2 separate regions of the Gossypium hirsutum genome follow, and region 1 is linked to region 2. The links are chromatin contacts, called in public Hi-C maps. All regions are on one chromosome and are shown on one strand. The core of a region is the stretch at or near the end of the contact, and the rest is flanking DNA. Distances in the headings are between cores, read along the strand shown. Region 1 holds the start of LOC107951736 (homeobox-leucine zipper protein ATHB-6). Region 2 has its middle 4.4 kb from the start of LOC121209967.

Region 1 (3,205 bases), core at 561-3,060, 100 kb after region 2:
CCCCCCCCCTCTTCTTCTTCTTCTCCATATTCCCTTCTTTTCTTTTCTGCATTATTGACTTCCATCACAGGCTGAAGATCATGGTATTGGGTACTAGTTTTTAACTTCTTACATAATTCCCATCTTACAAAAATCTTGGAGCTTCATTTTAGTTCCATTGTTCAGGAGAATACCAATGAAGACTTGGAGCTTGTTCATCTGAAAAGAAATTACAAGCTTCATCTGCAGTGAAGAAATTATGTTCTTCCATCTTCACGTACTGGTGGGGTTGATAGCTTGTTTTTGTGAAATTGAAGCAATCCATGGAGGATGTTGGTGACGAAGAAGATGATATCAAAAGGTGGTGTTGGCTGTCTAGCTCTAACACCCCAGATGATGAAAAAGCTGCGTTGTTAGGGCTATTGTCCTTGTTGGTTTTGGTGTTGATGATGATGTCTTCATTTAAGATAGCACTGGAATCACTGTCCGATGATCCATCTTTCATGTCTGGAAAAAGGGTTGCACCAACAACAACTGATCCATAGTTGAGATCTGCAGCTGGTTCACTTTGTTCAAGTGTTTTGTTATCAGTATTTTCAGATATAATCACTTCTTCTTTCACTGAAACATTGCTCTCTGTCTCAGTGCTTTCTCCACTTTGCTTTGCCTGCAACTCTCTTATCTGCAACAAATCATTCCATGTTCAAACAAGATGTAGGAAAATTGAACACTTTGGGTTATTAATTATTAATTATTACCTCTTTGAGAAGAGCTTCATTGTCATGTTGTAGGGCTTCATAATTGGCCTTAAGAGTTTCATAACTGGTTTTAAGAAGGCCATAATCCCTTTCCAATTGCTTGGTCTTCCACCTAGCACGTCGGTTTTGGAACCAGACAGCTACTTGTCTTGGTTGCAAACCAAGCTCTTGAGCCAACTTCACTTTCCTTTCAGGTTCAAGCTTGTTTTCAACCTCGAAATTCTTTTCCAAGGCCTTAACTTGATCTACACTTAATCTTCTCTTCTTCTCAGCAACATGACCTGATTCTTCTAAACACCCTTCTTCATCTAATCCATCTAACATCGACTGAAACTCCCTGCTGTAAACATGGTTGTTCCTAGGACTATGTTCATCTGCACCAAAACACAAGTCATTCATACCCCAGTCGTGGTTAGAGTAGATCCGAGAGAAATAAATAAAGTTTCAAAATTGGGATTTGTATTAAACCTGTTGTGGGACAGATAGACATCAAAGCACCCAAAGAATCTGAGCTGCCAAGTGACCTCTTCATAGTTGAATCAACCTTTAGGTAAATTTCAAACAGATTAAAAAGAAAAAGAAAAAAGAGAGAGAGCCTTAATTGTGTATTGTTTTGGGACAGAAGTTTTGTTTTTATACAAGATTTAAGAGATGCAAGATGGTTGTAGTATCACTTGTAAAAAGAGTAACACCCTTGTCTAAAACAAGACCAACTTGTACAAGATTGTAGAAATTTACAACTGCACAACAACAACCATTGCCCTCTCTCACTTTCCCCACCATTATATTTCTTCTGTTTCTTCAACACAGTTTCTTCACTTCTCTCAGTTCCCATCCAAAAACAAAACACAAAACCCAACAAGACAAAGCTTTCAAGAAAACCCAAAAAACATGTAATATGAACTCCCCACAATATGTTTTGTTTTTTGTGTTTACATCAGTACACAACCTCAAAATTAGAATATAGTTTGAGAGTGTTGAAATGGAAGAAGTGAAGAATAGATATTAGTAATTGAGTATTGAGAAAGGAGAAGAACCCAGCAGGGGTAATAACCAGTTCCCATCACTTTAAATAAAACAAAAGAGGGGTCACATTTGGGTTAGAATTTGACTGGGGTTAGGTACCCACAGTTGGCCAAAATGCAAATTAACATAAAATTCATTCCAAATGCACAATTTTGTTTTTCTTTACCGGTTATTGGCGTACCCGGTTTTTCGACCGTTTATTTTTTTTGGTGGGTAAAAAGTAAAAAAAAAAAAAAAACTACTACGAAATTGGAAAGCGGTGGTACGGCTCGGCTCCTATTACGGCTTGGCGCTGTTTATTTTTTTGAGCTTAAAAGATTTGGTTGGTGTCAGCGTATCATGGCCCTCTCTACTCGGGTCGGTGCGATTAATCGCCTATCTTTTTACCATTTTATTTTCATAAATAAATGATTAGTTCTCACTTATCATAAGATATTTCATAAAATTATAATTTCATGGAAAAACTTGTGTGTCTCTGAATTATTTTGAAACTCAAAACCTCTTTATTTCTAATTTTATTCCATTAATTGATTGATTCACAATGCTACTTTTTTTATTTTTATTTTCAAATTACACATTTTATGTAATATTTTATTAATGGTAAGGAATTCAAATCTATCTTTTATGAATTCTATCTTTACCCTAATTTATTAGAATTTTTTTCTCACAGCAGTTATTGGTCAACATGTGTATTTGAAGAAAAAATATTATATGAAATTGTGATTCTATGATCACAGTTTTATACGGTCTCTTCTTGTACTTGAAATGTTATTTTTTTTGTCAAATTATTGCATATAATTTATTAAATGGTTGGTTTTAACGAATTGTTGATTTCAAATTAATGATTTAATGGTGATTGGATTGATTTTTTAAATTTTTATAAAATATGAAAATCAAATTATAATATATTAAAATCGAAAGACTAACTCTTTGAATATATAAACAAAAAATACTTCATAATTTTATATATATTGAAATGAATTTAAATAAAGAATATTTCAGCCAAAAGAAAATTAGGGCACAAATATAAATGTCAATTTCTAGAGGACAAAGAAAAAGTACACAAAAACACTACAGGCCAAAAGAATTTTTTGGGACGGGGACTAAGTTAAAAGTTTTTTTTTTTTTTGAGTTAAATTGTTGCTTTCCTATTTTATTAGTTTATAAATTTATTTTTTAAAAGATTAAAAAATATTATTTTTAAAAGTTTGAAGTGTAATTTTATTATATATTAATTTATAAATTTATAAAATTTATAGGATGAAACATGTAATTATCCATTTTAGGAGTATTTATAATAAAATTGTTGATGCAAGAGAGTGATAGAAATGAATGATTCACCCTGCTTATTACTGAGCAGAGAGTTGTTGAGTAAGGTAGTTAAAATAAAAAGAGAGGGGAGATGAGGATGCTAGTGTCACGGGCCAGAGTTCAAAGCCCGT
Region 2 (3,010 bases), core at 296-2,795:
AGCCTAGGTGGCCCAATAATGAAAATGTGGCAATATAGACTATTTCAATAAATATGGGAACTAATTGAGAGGAATCATATCTTGTGATTTGATTTGATTTTGTATATCTTGTAAATCCTATAATTTAACGAATAAGATTAACCTCGTCCGTCGATGTAACTTGATATTGACTGTCTGTTTTGAGGGAGCTCAACTATAAATAGAGAGCCTCCCCCCTCACTTGTAAATGACTTCAATCATCCATTGTTTCTTTATACTTTGTGAATAAGAGAATATTGAGAACATTTACTCAAACACCTTTTGTGCATTGCTTTATGTGACTTTTTGTTGTTCTTTTGTGACTTCTTTTGGCATAATTGCTTCCGCTAGACAAATTGGTGCCTTGGAGAAATTCTAAAAGAATCCTCACTTGTAATATTTAGGCTGACTTAGACGAGTTTGAAACAAACAGATCGTCTAAGGCTGCATGGATCGCGAGACGAAAGATCTAGCCCCGTGACATATGCATGTATTTAGAATACATGTTTACATTTAAAAATAACATATAATAAATAATGAAACATAATATTAGAAGTTAATAATAACACACGTTAAATAGATAAAAAATAAAAAATAAAAAATAATTTAAATTATGAATAAAAAATTTAAATAAATATTTAAATTAAAAGTATTAAATACATTTCAAATATTTTATAATAATCAACAAGAAAAGTCGACCACCAAATTGGACTGAGCTATTCAGATTTGGACATAGGACCATAATCTAGCCCAGGACATTGTAGGATCCACTTCAGCCTTTCATAAAAAGGTGAAGAAATATAGAAAGTAGCCAATTAGATATTCAGTAATCTCGAATTTTATTGTCAAAATTATTTATTATTTGCATTAAATCTAAATAATATCTTCTGATTTTGAATTAACTAATCATTTATCAAATATCTAAATCCCTTAATTTAAACATTCAAATCCGTATTTATTATTTAAAAAGTAAAAAAAATAATTATGATCTGAATTCAAAAAAGTAAAACAAATTTAAATAATAAATATTTCAACATCTTGAGTATTTAAATTCGAATATTATTTAAATTTGTTGGAATGAATTTTAACTTAATTGATATAATTATTGTCGTCAATGTAATAGGATATAGATTCGAGTTGAAACACATTATCCTCTTATTTATAGGTTAGAGGAGGGTTATAGATAATTTTAAGTATTATGTAAAAAAGAGTAGATATGATGCAAATTTATAATGAAATTAATTTAGAAAGTAATTAAATTTGAAAGAAAAAAACGCAAGTTGGCTGTTAAATTTAAAAAGGAAATGGGAAAAATAAAAGGTTAAAAGGAGAGTTAGGCTGGGGTTGGCTCGGCTTGGCTTGGTGGGGAAAGGAGTGGTAGTAATAAAAATGAACCCCAAATCCAAAACAAACAAAAGTGAAGGGTGGGGCACAAAATTTAAGGAGTAAGATGCTTTTATAGGGATCTGTGCACTGCCTTTTATTCATAGATTAATTAATAAATTAATCAGAATGGGAAAGCAAACAGTTTACGTGTGTGTGAGTATAACTTAAAAACAGAGGGGGTCCCACTCCCAGTGGCTGAGTCAAAAGGTCACTCACCCATTTCACAACTTACCCTTACTCCACATTTAATAGAGATATGAATATTAATTTTTGTATAATTTTATCTTAATTTAGTTGTCAAAAATTTATTAAATTAATATAATTTTATATTAATAATTATATTAATTTAATATAAAAATAAATGTACATATATAATCATTTTTAAATGTGTATAATTAAATCAAAGTAAAATTTCATATATACATATAAATCAAAATTCAAGTTTTATGTGTATAATTGTATGAAATTAAAATTTATATATTAAATTACATATTAAAATAAAATTCACATATAAATTTAATATTTATCTATTTTACAATGACATCATTGATTTTAAAATGGGGATTAGCAAAAATAATTATGACAGACAACACATTAATAAAAACCTACCGTTTAAGTTTATGTATTTACCATAACTAAGTAAAATTTTCAGTTATTATAAATCACGAAAATTGAGAGACAAACTTTACATTTTAGTAGAATGAGAATATGAAACTTAGAATTAAATCAAGAAGTTGATTGAGATGGTATTGGTCAATATAAAAGGATATGAGTTTGAGTATACTAAAATATATTATCTTTTTATTTAAAAATTAGGGATAGACTATAGATAATTTTATAGAAAATAAAATATATAATAAAAAACTATAATAAAATTAATGTTAAAATAAAAAAATAATTTAAATTAATTACACGAAAACTCCAAATTATAAAGCAAAAAACCCATTAGTTTCATATTTAAAACAGATTAATTGAAGAGTGTTTGGTTTATTAGTAAAATTAAGACATCGGGACCTTTGATATAATATGTTCTGCTTTTAATATAAATTTATTTATTTTGAATTAAACCCCATGTCAAAGATTTTACATTTTGAATCAAAATTGCATTTAATGTTTATACAATATTATCCCATCACAATATTAATTTTTAATTACAATATATATAAAAAATGAACCCTAAATATTTTACCAAAATGGAGATTTTATGAATGACTATCATCTAAGGATCTTTGAGTGAGTAAAAAAAATCAAGGTGACATGAAAAGTTTGTTTGGATGGAGAGAAAAAAAAAAAAAAAAACACCCGCCGAATTTCCGAGCCATAAGAAAGAGAAAAATAAAACAATTGGTTGGGTGGATCCAAAGGGCAGTTTATTTAATTAATAAAAATTAAATTTATGGGATTGTGATATTTTTTTTTGGTTTGATGTGACATAAGACGTGTGGCACATTGTGGAGGGTGGGGTCTACTTCCCACCAACCATGTGATAGCTTATTTCTCCCCTACCTCTCTCACGCGCCTCTCTTTGAGCTTTACTAATCAATCCTTTTTGCCTGAAATGAACCTCTCCTTATGTGTTTTCAATTTTCTTTTAATGAAATTGAAT

What was found. A called contact is a pair of places that touch in the nucleus more often than the background predicts.
Region 1: a Hi-C map of leaf shows a contact between it and region 2, with 3 times the contacts expected there. The contact joins the promoter of LOC107951736 here to the enhancer-like site in region 2. A contact is called at or near these places in 14 of 34 Hi-C or Micro-C datasets (anther, callus, fibers and 3 more).

The regions. Positions count from the first base shown.
Region 1 is chrA02:97,887,008-97,890,212 of Gossypium_hirsutum_v2.1, forward strand. It overlaps LOC107951736 (homeobox-leucine zipper protein ATHB-6), which reads right to left and starts at 1,811. Exons shown (of 3, transcript XM_016886876.2): 1 at 1,206-1,811; 2 at 738-1,111; 3 at 1-661. The coding sequence starts at 1,269. The coding sequence ends at 149.
Region 2 is chrA02:97,784,681-97,787,690 of Gossypium_hirsutum_v2.1, forward strand. No RefSeq gene overlaps it. Among protein-coding and RNA genes, the nearest start is that of LOC121209967, 4.4 kb to the right of the region's middle. Within about 2 kb of position 1,546, at least 4 of the 9 cell types and tissues checked have an H3K27ac peak or open chromatin away from gene starts, as enhancers often do. A contact at or near this core is called in fibers, hypocotyl and leaf, where this site is marked.